2 separate regions of the Mus musculus genome follow, and region 1 is linked to region 2. The links are chromatin contacts, called in public promoter capture Hi-C maps. All regions are on one chromosome and are shown on one strand. The core of a region is the stretch at or near the end of the contact, and the rest is flanking DNA. Distances in the headings are between cores, read along the strand shown. Region 1 holds the start of Trmt11 (tRNA methyltransferase 11). Region 2 has its middle 120 kb from the start of Gm46219.

The links. Promoter capture Hi-C pulls out the DNA fragments that hold promoters and counts their contacts.
Region 1: a promoter capture Hi-C map of hippocampal neurons shows a contact between it and region 2, with 2.8 times the contacts expected there. The contact joins the promoter of Trmt11 here to the enhancer-like site in region 2. A contact is called at or near these places in 3 of 39 promoter capture datasets (the 3T3-L1 cell line, hippocampal neurons and stem cell-derived epiblast-like cells) and 2 of 115 datasets of contacts at active chromatin or transcription factors (embryonic stem cells and stem cell-derived neural progenitor cells).

What each region holds. Positions count from the first base shown.
Region 1 is chr10:30,595,992-30,602,712 of GRCm38.p6, forward strand. Trmt11 (tRNA methyltransferase 11) reads right to left here and starts at 4,709. Exons shown (of 13, transcript NM_028604.3): 1 at 4,599-4,709; 2 at 1,749-1,814. The coding sequence starts at 4,670.
Region 2 is chr10:29,818,846-29,825,798 of GRCm38.p6, forward strand. No RefSeq gene overlaps it. Among named protein-coding and RNA genes, the nearest start is that of Gm46219, 120 kb to the left of the region's middle. Within about 2 kb of position 5,001, at least 10 of the 459 cell types and tissues checked have an H3K27ac peak or open chromatin away from gene starts, as enhancers often do. A contact at or near this core is called in hippocampal neurons, where this site is marked.

The sequences.
Region 1 (6,721 bases), core at 3,459-5,958, 780 kb after region 2:
ACTTCAAAACGGCTGGATGACACTCATCTTCAAGGCTACCGTGCTGACAGGGGAGTACCCCAAGTGACTGACATTGCTCAGGTTTTGTTTCTTTAAAACATCTGATTTTCGCCAGGCTGTGGTAGCTCCTATCTTTAATCCCTGCACTTGGAGGCACAGGCAGGTGATCTGTGTGAGTTTGAGGCCAGCGTGGTCTACAGAGTACGTTCCAGGACAGTGAGGGCTACACAGAAATCATGTTTCAAAAAACAAACAAAAATTTCTTGATTTTAAGATATTCAGATTTTTAAATCATTTATGATTTTATACCTGGTTGATGTTTTTCCTTTCTTTGTGGTTGGGGGTGAGAGACGGTCACCCTACATAATCATGGCTATTCTGAAACTTACCATGTAGACAAGGCTAGCCTTGAACTCAGAGATATTCTAGCCTTTGCCTTCTAAGTTCTAGGATTAAAGGCATGTGCTTCTGGTATATTTCTATGTGATAAAATAATGTAAATCTTTATTTTTATAAATCTATAAATGCCCTTTCTCTTGACCATGTCTTTATGTTGTGTGTTTACCTTAAACCCTTACCTTATTTAAAACTACTATTTAAAAAATTCAAGTGTTCCCACTGTGCCTGCGTGTATATTATGTGATTACAAATATATTCCCATAATTCAGTATAATTTGTATAAAATAAACCTAGTTATTAAAATAAACTTTTACTCTAGCAGATACTCAAAAATTTGGATTAACTCTTTTTATCCAGATTATACAAAAGATACCAATCTCTAATAATAAGTACTGAAAGCTCTTGATTCCATTAGTATCTAAAATGTCCTATAGTACAATTAGCAAGGATTAAAATAACTCAAAAGGGGGTTATTATTACAGAAACTCTTCTGAAGTCCCATTTCTAACCATTCAAATACGCATAAGACAGAGCACAAGCAGCTGTAAATATAGGAGGAGCCACAGTCAATCTACTTGAACATACGTTCATTCTAGGTATTTTAAATGCATGTTCCTTCATCTGTTACCTCCACTCTGTTACGCCAAACAGTGCTCTTAATTACTTAAGCACATGTCACACGTAAATGCTGTAACAGATACGGGAAAAGGAAAGAAAGTACATCTTGATGGATCATGATGATTTACAACTTTGATATAATCCACAAGTTTCTTGGTTAAAGATCTTAACCACTATTCCTCTCCTGAAAACAGCTGCCCTGACCGTTTCTCAGCCGCATCTACAACAGACACTGGCAATGAGCATTCCTGGCCCCTGTATGCACAACTGTGAGGCTTGGCCAACTGGGGCAACTGTGAGCAAGAACTCAGGAAAGAAGCTGTGTCCACAGAGACCAATGACTGATGAGAACTGCAGTGCCTGTGTTGGGCTTCCTTTAGCATCCTCCCCGTCTCTGTGTAGAAACTAACATACTGCACTAATAGATAAAAAACGCTTGCCCCGCCATGCAAAAGCTAAGGATGTCGTCCGATAGCATCTCAGGCCTGTAAAGATGCTTCCTGCATCTTGCTACAAACCACCTCTCTGACGTATAGTAGGACATATTTCAGCTTACCTTAATTTATGACTTCCTTTGTTCTGTAAAACCAGGAGAACTGCTTCATTGCAACACGGAATTTGGGGTAACCTAAATATGTGTTCCCAGGCCATAACCATTCAAAATGGCTCCAAAATAAACCACCTCCTATTCCCTTTAAAAATAAATAAATAAATAAATAAAATCACCTTACCTTTCCATAAGTTTCCTGACTGTTAGTGAACTGCCCTCCAAACACCGATAGTAAAGACTTTATTTCCTGTATTGAAAAACATAGAGAAAATATATGTTTGTTACGGTCTGAGGCAGAAATGTCCCCCAAGGGCTCATGTTTTTCAGGTCAGTGCTTAGCTTGAAGTATTACTTTGAACACTGGAGAGTATTTAGGAGGCCGTGGCTAAGTCCACCACTAAGAGGCAGGCTTTGAGAATTATTCCCACGATTCCGACCCACTCCATGTTTCTTAGTGTGTGGACACGCCGCTTCCTCACAACCCAGCCTCAGACCATGCCACTCTGCTACACCTCCAACTGCACTCTCCAAAGTCATGAGGCAAAACAAAGCTCTGCTCTGTCAGGTTACTTCTGACAAGTGACTAATGTGCATTTTCAATCCTTTAAACTGAGTCTGCAGAGAAAAGCAGGTCTAATGATAGAAAGAAAGGGGAAGGGGATATCTACTTGAGGCATATTGCAATTGTCAGCATCAGGCAATTGTAACATAGACTTCTGAGATTTTTATAGTCCTAACCATGGTTATTAGGTCATAGACCTGAGAGATTTTATACATGAGCTACAAAAGGATTTCATCAGAAACTGTTCTGTCCTGATTTAGGGAAGTAAAGAATTTTTTTTTACAGATGCTACAGATTAGTAAATAAAATAGTCAACAATAAAAAAATAGAATGAATTATTAAACATGATTTGAAGATGTTTGAAAAAGAAATAATTAGCTAGGGAGCATAATTGTGAGTTTGAAACGTGTAAGGACATGGCTAACCTTTCAGTGTAGTAATAAAACTAGAAAGAGTTAACACCAGTTTTGTTTGTTTTTAAGATTGTCATATAACCAAGGCTGCCTTGACTTCTCGATTCACCTGCCTCCACTTCACAAACGCTGGGATTACCGGAGTGTACCACTATACCTGCCCAGAGTGAACATTTTAAATGTAACATGCATGTCATGAGGAAATTTGATCAAATGCATACATCCTTCAGGCAACCTCTTTGTTCTGATAAACACAGATTGACTGTAAAAATACCTTGCTTTGTCACACTGACCAATTGCTTAAATAAGATATAGCAAGTGAACTCTATCCCTCCACATTGGCCCTATGAGGAAGTAACTAAGAAGATAAGTGTCCCCGATGCTGGTTGCCAACACTCTCCTTCCCTCCCTTCCAGAAGGTCTTTACACCATGACCATGGCCATCAGGAGGGAGTGATACCATCACTTCCTACTCCAAATCACAAACAATGGGAGATGTGAGCAACAAATGCCACCTCTAGTTCTCTTTGGGTATGTATGCATCAAGTTGTTTCTTGTACTAGAAGGTGTTTGGTTTTAGCAAGAATTGGGGGTGAATGGTGAAAATAAATTGCATGGATATCCCAGAATGAAAAGATGTGTAAGAGGTGGGGACAGAACCTCCATCTTAGCCACAAAACACATACACTCACTCCTACTCATCCCCGTAAGGAGGAGGAAACCTCTGTCCTTATGTCTGACATGTTGCATGTCTCCTGCCAGTTTTCCTTTAATGTCCAAGCTTCCAAGCATCTGTACTTGGCCTAGCACTTTTTTTTTAAAACCTGTGGGTACACTCACAAAAGTAAGGGAGGCCTTGTGCCAACGGAGGCCAGAAGTGTAGGCACCCCTGGAGCTGGGGTTACCAATGGCTGTAGGCAGTATCCTGACACAGCTGCTGGGCGCCAAATTCAGGTCCTCTGGAAGAGCAGTGTTCGTAACCAGTGAGCCAACTCTCCAGTTCCAGTGTCTCACCACTCTTTAAACATGAAGTTGAAGAAATCTCATCCTTTCCAGGTTTTCTTACGCAGAAAAATGAAATGCTTATCACAATCTAGATTTGTTCTCACCTCCTACATTGCCACTCTATCCTGTTCTCTTACTGCTGACACTAGATTAGTTTCTTAATCATTTAATATTCCAACAGATTCTTATTAACTCCAGTCTTATTGCTCTCGAGTCCTTCCTTCATTTTACTTTCTATTAAAAAACAATCTAATTCTGCCTCTTTACTTTTAAACTGTTTAATTCCTCTTCCAAGCTATAGTGTCCTCAAGTCTGTTTTCTCTGGTCCATCAGCCTACTTCTCTCTCTTTACCACTCTGCTACGTAGCTGGTGACGAGCAACGAACAACAGTTTATACTTCTAATGGACTTATTTCCTTGGCCCCGGTAACTAATACTGTAGCTCATATGTCACCCCCACCTTGAAAGGCAACATCCTTCATTCATCAATGGACAAAGATTCCCTTTTTAAAAGGCCCCCATACTTTAAAGGTTCCCACTAAGAACCCTCCATCATTGCACTTCACAAAGTTATGGCTATGCTCTCGCGTCCGCTAGTCCTGAGCCTAAGTAAACATTACGCTCTTTAAGGGCAGAGCTGTCAGTCAGCGCATCCTTGCCGTTCGGTGCACGCGACTTCAGGCGCTGTAGAAAATGTCACTTGAGTAAATAAAAAAGCTTCCCCCTCCCCAACTTTATTAAGTTCCACCCCAAGCCTTCCATCATGCCTGAACCTATATCGACACTCCTCACACTCCACCGAGAGCCCCCATGGATGTCTCCATTCTGCGTCGGGTCAGGTTCACCTGCTTAACTGCGGCGCCAGGAGCACGTGCAGAGGGGTGAATGGCAAGGCTCCGTCCTGGAGAAAGGCTGCCGGGGACATGGTCCGCCCAGCGGCCTCATCCCCGCCCCAATCCAGGCGCGCGCCGCTGCCCGCAGAGACCCCCCCCCCCCCCAGCCGGCGCGTGAGGAGTGCGAGCCTCTGCGCCCAGCACCCAGGACGGCTCACCGGTAAGCGGAACTCCAGATGCTCCTGTGCCATGAGCAAGAGATAGCGATTCAAGGAGCCCGGCAGCGCCATTGCAGCTACTACCGTGCGCCTGCGCGGCCTCCACGGGCCCGCCCCCTCCTCCTCCTCCCTAGAGCCAAGTTTCCGCCGAGCCTCATCCCGGAGCCGGAAACGGAAGCACGACAAGGAACACTGGCGGGTGGCACTTTCTAGGAAGGGGCGCTAAGGGCAAGAGTGAGATCCTGGTGTTCCCACCGTCTGTGGCTACCCTAGCACGCTCCCCTTGTGAGATGCATTGTTTTAAGAGGCAGGCTGCAGTGATCCCGCGCAGTTCCCCAGGGATACTCCACTTGGAGTGTTCTTCTGACTCCTCCCTCTGTTCTTCAGCTCAAAACTGGACCAAAACTTCACTGTTAAGTGTAGACTCTTAATCGTTCGAGATTCAGCCTCACCTGCTTGAACACTGAGTGTACTTTTAGTGATTTTGCAAAAATTTTTCAAGAGCTGTCAAGGACCCATCTCGGGTTGCTCTGTATGGAAACAAACAAACAAACAAAAGCCTTCCTCAGACTTGCACTCCGTAATTATGCTATGTTGTTCCAGGCACACAGTAAATCCACAGCCAGTGGTAGATTAAAAACATTGGTGAAAGTTACCCTAATTACTCAGATGGGCCTAATACCATAACAGTTTGCAAGAGACATGGCTACCTATACATAAGCTCGACAAGTATCATTTCTGCTCAAAGTACTGAACCCTTTGTACTGCTGAGGCCTGTATTTTTGGGTTTTGTGTTCCACCTTGGTAATGCACAGCATATACAAGTATCCTGTGCCAGAAATATAGTTGATGCTTATTGGTAGTGATCAAGACAGCCAGCACACAGACAGTGGTGACCCTTGTTACCCAAACCTCAGTTCCATTTATTATCCCTATGCTCTCAGCGAATTTTGTAACATCTGTGAGCTTCAATATTCTTTTAAGAACTGGAGTATTGCATCCTACAGATAATAGCTATAAGTACTAGGTGTTACAATATTCAAACTTCAACGTATACTCTATTGCATGGGACCAATAAATAGCATTGGGAAATGTTTTTTGTTGTTTTAAATGAGAATTTCTGCTTTTTTTTTTTAAAGAGAGATTTGCCTTTGTTAGTGTTGTTAAAAATCCTTTCACTGAGGACAATGTAAGCAACAGCAACCATGTCTACCAAAATCCCAAGAACAAAACAAGGCACATTATCACCAAAGTTCACTCCAATGAGCAATGAGTTTATTGGGTTTCCTTCTAGAGAATCGATGAGGACTCACTCACCTGGCTATGGGCACTCCTACCCTAACAGGATACACCTGAAAAGCTTTACCCAGCAGTGAGATGGGCCAAGGAGATGGATAGACGTTGACTTCCCAGCATTCCCACTCTCTAGTGTAGTACCTACAAACCAGCTACAAGGACTTTCTGTTGGATCTATCTGCCTTTCTGGGTTCTGACTCTGAAGGAAGTACTACTATAATCACAAGAGCCAAATCCTTAACACTATCGAGCCCCTCTCCTTGAACCCCGCCCTCCTCCCCCCCCCCCCCCCCCGTCAAAATAAAAATCATTCTGATAATTAAAAGGTAAGTTATTTTAGTTGTTAGAATAATACTCAAAAATGTAAGAACACTTTTACAAACGACTACATAAATGAAAATTCAGTAAAATATTAAGTTAATTTTTGTTTAAACTAGTTTTCATATATTCCAGACTGACCTAAAACTGTCAAGCTCTTCACCCCTCCCCCTCCTGAGAGTTGAAATTATAGGCCTATGCACAACACCTAGTTTAGGATTTCTCTTCATTTGCATTTATGAAACTTGACTAGAAAACTAACACAGATATGCAGTTATTGCTGGACTTTATAACTGACCATATCTTTTTTTTTTTTTTTTAAAGATTTATTTATTATATGTAAGTACACTGTAGCTGTCTTCAGACACTCCAGAAGAGGGAGTCAGATCTCGTTACGGATGGTTGTGAGCCACCATGTGGTTGCTGGGATTTGAACTCTGGACCTTCGGAAGAGCAGTCGGGTGCTCTTACCCACTGAGCCATCTCACCAGCCCCTGACCATATCTTAA
Region 2 (6,953 bases), core at 3,751-6,250:
GCTGTCAGCTTGCTGTGTGGTTCAATGACAATTAGTTCCATAACGGTGCTTATAGTGAATAATGCTGTCTACACGGAAAGGGTAAAGAAAACAGTCATACAAAATTCACTTTGTGGGCTGGAAGATGGTGAGGAGAATTTGTGATAAGCCTGTTAAAGCTAATGTTCAAGTTCTTTCCTCATGCAATCAACAAGAAATCAAAATTAGTATTATATCCAAATGCCATATGGACAGATTTGGTCTATTTTCATAAAAGAAAAAAAATAATTTAAAAGATGGCTAGGAACAAGGCATCAAAAACAGCTGAATAAACTTTCAATAGTCCAGGGAGAGAGAGTGTGTGTGTGAGTTATATTTAATACACTACCACTTATATATACTTGTGTACATATATTGGAAGTACTGCAGCCTGCACAAACTAATTTTTGTGTAAAAGACAATCCAGGGTGATAAAATAAAGTCATATATGAATAGTCATGTTTATATATTTTATTGTTCAGATAGTATTATATAACTGATTGTTTTGCACACTAAACACATAGCTTTATTATAGGACAGTGCAATATCTGGGCATGGGTATTTCTGTATTAAAGATTATTTAATAATAAATATATACTCATTCACTGCTACCAGTAGTTTGACTTGGTTAAGAATTCTGCAGACATTGTATGCAGGAGAGCTTCCTGGAAATCACACCCCCAGTGTCTCTTGTACCAACTGGCATTGGTTTCAGAAAGTTTGGCTGTCACCCTGCTTCATCAGCTTGTTTTGAGATCCTAGAAAATTGGTTCAATCACGTGTAAAACAAATAAGTTGAACCACATGATGTCTCACCAAGTGATGCCATTTCCTTTATCTCAAATACTTAATTATCCTAAATGAGATGGTCAGGTTTATTCAGGCTGCATGCTAACGCTGAAGAGGAACAGTCAAATGTGTGCTCTTCTCTATTACTCAATTCTTGGTCCTCTTCTATCCTAAAATGGCTCCCACACAGCCATTATTGTCTCAAGAAACTATGTTGGAAAGTGGATCTATTTCTGGCTTTTAATACTTTCTCAATGGCTTTTCAATTACCAGTTGCATAAAAAATCAGATTTCTGAAAAGTGCGCACCTCTGACATACTCTACTTTATGAAGTGCTTATAGCGGTGTAAAACGTGGAGGCATACCCAAGCAACAGACAGCTGAGAACCCCCAGTGGGTGGTTCTCCATCACATTGTTTGGGGCAAACCCCACCAATATAAGATACCATTTACCACTCTCCCCTTTTATCCTTTGACCATTGTTCATTGCAGAAATGGAAAATCCTTTGCTTGAGTTACCTACCTTCCCTTTATGCCCTCACTGCCATTCACAGAAGCTGCATCACGTCTGTGAAGTAAGGTAGGGCGGCTAGAATTGCTTCTAGAATCAAAACTATATTATCTAATTTATTCATGCTACAAATGCTTGTAATTAGAGAGAAAAGAACCTCAATACTCCAAACACTAGATTTTCACATTTAACATCAAAAATGCAAAAACCTATTTTTGTATCATTGTCATCATTGAAAAAGCAGAAAGGATTTAGACACGTCATCTAAAGGGTATTTAATTTTCCTAAGTTTCTTTGAATAACATTCTGTTTTTTAATTGACAGTGATCTGACTTAAAACTTTTCTCAAATTTGCTTATCACACAAGATTTCTAAGTGTTGTGAGTTGTCATTGTTTGTAAGCATAGATACAACATACAGCAAAATCTACATTATTATATATTGTAACCCCTGGGGAACTTGGGAATTACAGTGTTTTTCAAAACAGAAAACATGGAAATAAAGACACACATTTATCTTAGCTGAGTTCCCTTTTCATTTTAGCATATTTATTTCCACCCCTTTCTCCCACTAAATCTGCTTAATTAGCACATTGCTTGACAGTTGGTTATTCTGTATGAATATTCATTGTTATTAGATTCCATATGTAAAATTCCAAGTGGTAAATCAAAATGTGTTAATTGTGTGTATCTCCTATGTAGCTTTCTTTCCTTTCCACTCTTTTATCTTCCTTTAGAAATTCATTAGGGAAAAGATTTCCTCAGATGGTTTTAAAGTAGAATTCATAATAGCTGTGTGACTATATGGATGGATGGTCCTTAGTGTTCTTTGCTTACTGGTCTTCAATGAATAGGCAAGAGAAAGTTGGGAGTTACATAGAGTATGGTCCAGAGTCCCCACAAAGATGGTAGGATATGAACAACCGTCACTGTCTTGAACGTGCTTCAAGCTTGTAAATGGATTTCTTTTCTTGTTTGCCTCCTTCTGCATCAGACTTGACTCAGCCTGTTGGGAGGGTTATACATGACCATATAAAGTAGCTTCTAAGAAACTATCAGAACCACTGACCCGCAGTGCTTAAAAATTAGCCCCATTTATCTCTAGGCCTCTTCCCCTGCCATCTCCCTAATGCTCCAGACAGCGATCCAGGGTAAGCACTCTTGTTGACCCAGTGGCACAGCTATCTTTGGCCATATGCAAAGAAAAATCTGCTAATTTAAAAAGATAACTTGCTGTTCTGGGTCCTCACGCTGGCACCTCTCTCTTCCTGTTTTTCCAGACAAACTGGGAAAAGATATATACAGTATTATGAAGCCAAACTATTATGGAGGTTGCAAAATTTTATTTCCTGTGAAGAACGAAGGTTTAATTAGCTAAAAAGGAAGTGAACACCAAAAAAGATAAGTAAAAGTTGGTCTCTGTCTCTCTCCAAGATTACCCTCAGTACTTCTGAACTTTATTATCCAAACAATGAAGGGATGGCGTGACTTGGCGCCTCCAATAATCTCAGACTCATTATTGTTCATGTAAAGTTGTGAAGGGGCTGTCAGCTCTTGCAATGACTTTGGACTAAGAAGAAGTAAACCTCAAAAGGTTTGGGATTTGGAGCAAGTTCAGATATGCTTCCAGAATTTGGCCGCTTGTCCAAAGCTTATCCGAACTATCGGAACCTTTTAAGTCCTCAGAATTGGCCTGGAAATTTTTGGCTTTTTACTGGCCCTGGCTTAGAACCACAGAAGGATGGTCTTTTATAAGGATTTTTGGCACCTCTGTTTCTGATGGCTGCTTACAAACTGCAAATATAAAATTAAAGAATAAACTGTTTTTTTAATATTGTGGAATATCAATATTTGGGGTTTTGTGAAACTGTGTTGCTTTTCCCCACAGAATTGGTTTACAGGTCCTCATGTGACAGCTTGTTCTCGGGGTCAGAGAAACACTTGCTTGTTAAGAGCTGAGGGATTTCTTTTGATGTAGAGCTTTCTGATCCTAAGTGGGTAATGCCCCAAGTACACAAGGACAGGTTGGTCACTTCATATGACACTTTAATAGAAAAGCCAGTCCTGGGCACATGTCCACTGGGATGTAATACTATTTCTTTAAGTTAGTAGGCAGATTTATGTTCATTTTTATATAAGTTGATCTTTGATTATCATCAAAGACATAAAAGATAACAATTAGTTAGTTACCTACTGATCCGGTGGCATAAGATATAACTACGTTTGACTTAAGGTCAAAGGTGAGCATAATTTTACACAAAATAAGTAATGATGTTTGAAAATAAAATGTAAACAATACTTTTTTTACTTTTACCCAATGTCATAACCATAATTAAAAATTCATCTTTTAAAAATACAAAGGTAAAATATGTTTAAATATATGTTCAATCAAATATTTTAAGATAGTCTCCTAGTTAAAATGAAAAGGAGTAAAGAAGAGCTCTAAGAATTAGCAACTAGATGTTTACTGACAATCTTTAGTTTAGTTTTTTTTAGACTATGCCGGGGCCTAGCAAACACAGAAGTGGATGCTCACAGTCAGCTATTGGATGGATCACAGGGCCCCCAATGGAGGAGCTAGAGAAAGTAGCCAAGGAGCTAAAGGGATCTGCAACCCTATAGGTGGAACAACATTATGAACTAACCAGTACCCCGGAGCTCTTGACTCTAGCTGCATATGCATCAAAAGATGGCCTAGCCGGCCATCACTGGAAAGAGAGGCCCATTGGACACGCAAACTTTATATGCCCCAGTACAGGGGAACGCCAGGGCCATAAAAGGGGAGTGGGTGGGTAGGGGAGAGGGGGTGGGTGGCTATGGGGGACTTTTGGTATAGCATTGCAAATGTAAATGAGCGAAATACCTAATAAAAAATGGAAAAAAAAAAAAGAATATCTTTGTGTATGCCTCTGTCCATCTTTGTCTCTGTCTCTCTGTCTCTCTGTCTTTCTCTCTCTGTCTCTCTGTCTCTGACTATCTTACACACACACACACACACACACACACACACACACACACACACACACACACACATAGAGAGAGAGAGAGAGAGAGAGAGAGAGAGAGAGAGAGAGAGAGAGAGCATGTTAATGTTCACATAATAAATAAAACACAGAATGGTAAGCCAGATTTCTAGGCTCGTATCCCAGTTTTCTATTTTAAATGCTCATTAATTTCATTTTTTTCAGCATATGAATCATTTTGGAATTGGAGCTGTACTTCTTTTTGTATCTCCATTTCTGTGCCTCTATACCAGGAGTCCCTGACGCCTCTGAGACTTCAGCTTTGAGGACATTGCATGTATAAATCCAGCTTATCTGCATTTCCACCACTAACAGTGCTGCTGCTGTTTTCTTTTTCTAAATCTATTAACCTTGTTATCACTCTGCCTTCTACTTTCTTAAACATTTTGCTTGTTTAGTTTATTCCTTGTGTATTCTTCAATGTTCTTTTTAATGGATCTCCTGTTAGCATAGCTAAATATGTGCACCTTATTTACAATTTTAGTTGAAAATTTTACTTTTAAAGATTTTTTATTTATTTTTATTTGTGTGTGTGTGTGTGTGAGAGAGAGAGAGAGAGAGAGAGAGAGAGAGTGCGCGCACACACACACACGCTCCAAATCCAGAAGAAGACATTGAATCCCCTGCAGCTGGAGCTCCAAGAAGTTGGGAGCTGCCTGACATGGGTGTGGGGAATTATACACCAATCCTCAGCAGGAACCATAAGTGCTCTTAAGTGCTAGGCTATCTCTACAGCCCTAGAGTTTGATTTAATCTCTCTGGATCTGAAAATTTCTCTCTTCAATTAAAGAACGTTAACTAGATTTTTCTAAAAGTACTTCCAGATCTTCTAAGGCATTAATAAAATCTTCAATTCAATTTACCTCAAATTAACATTTCATTCAATCGGTTTTATATCAAGTTATCTATGAAAGGGAGAGTTTGGTTTACCACTGAAAATCTATGTCATGGATCACTCGTGGTTTATGAACAACAAGGAGACATTAACACACATTTTAAAAAAAGAAAAGGAAGAACAGGAGAAAGAGAAAGACCAGTTTCTAAAATAATGCTAAACTGTAGCCCTGAAACATAACAGTCTATAATCCTTGAATACATGTCAAGTGCAATATGTTCTAATGTAAGGGGTATGTCCATTATTATGGGCCATATGTTTCACCATGATCCAAAAATGAATATTCCAGTTACTTGAAGGAATTAGTGTACCCTCAAAGCAAACATCTATCTATTAGGAAGAATAGAAAGTTCTTTCTCAAATTAAAACATTGTGCTATCAGATTTTTGTCTCAGCAATAATGTAGGAGAGGAAAAAAAGGTAAAACATATTTGGTTTGATGCAGCTTTATAATTACTTTCCTGTCTTCAGTCCTACCAGGCCCCATAGTCACATAAAAGGCAGCAGAAGTGGGCAAAGGAACACATTGTACAATCTTTTTTTGGAACTGTCCCTAGTTGTTCTCCTTCTGTAGTCATGTAGAGCCTCAAAGAATTTATGTTTAAAGGAAAACAAACCAGACTAGCTTGTTGAGGCATTACACAAATCATTGCATGCCTATTGAGCAGAACTATTACTATCCAAATGTTATGTTTCTGTGAGCTATACAGTGGTTGATAAGCACTAGCCAGTACTCCTTGTAGGTGTTCTTTGACTAGCAGGAAAGATATTGATAAATGATCAAATTATGGGATGATTGGCACATCACTCGTGGCCTAGTCTTGTTGCCAATGACTGTTGTCAAGCAAATTCCTCCCTTCTTACTGCATTTAGGCCTACTCTTTGGTTGCTTATATTATATAAACTGTAACTATCTTCTGCCATGGAGAAATGCTGCCTTTCTGGTACTGGGTAAAATAACCAGGCATATCAAGTGAGCTTTCTAACTGTTAATTGATAACGGCAGCAAGTCCTGCCAATCATTCAGGAACTCCCTATTCCTGTCTCAAGTAACCTTTCGGATGAGGATTGGCACGTCTCCTGCCTTTCAAACATTTCAGATATACTGTTTCTCGCTTTTTGGCAGGACTCTCACTGATTCTGGAAGAAGACCAAAATATATTATGTTATTGCATTTCTCAATTCTGACTTGGCTCTAGACAAAAATGCCCATTGATTTGTTAAGTGGGGAACTGGTTTTACCCCCTTTTTCATTTTCTCTTCTTATTAGTGGTTCAAGGTGATTTTAGGAATGCTATTAAGTGACACCTCTTGAGAGGCCATGACAGGCAGGCACATGGCAGACAGATCCACTGTGCTTGCATTTCAGTCAATGGGATTTTTATGGTACACTTGTGCACCGAGAGCTTACAGCTCATTTCCTAAATTACCATTTAGAGAGAATAAAAAGTTAACCAGCCCAACACCATGTCCTATTATGTTTAGCCAAAAGTATTAGAAAATTTAGTGTACTATTCATTAGGAAGAGTTTATTAAGATATCAAAGTTTAAACAGTGTATATCAATTTATAATTCTTTCATACAACAAAATTTCTCCAGGGAAGCTTTCAAATAACATTCAGCTTTCCCCAGCGGCTGTTTCTAGTCCATAACAAACTGTTATCACTAAGTAAGTGTCACTGAAACCAGGAAACCAAGCTTAATAGCCACAGTAGCCT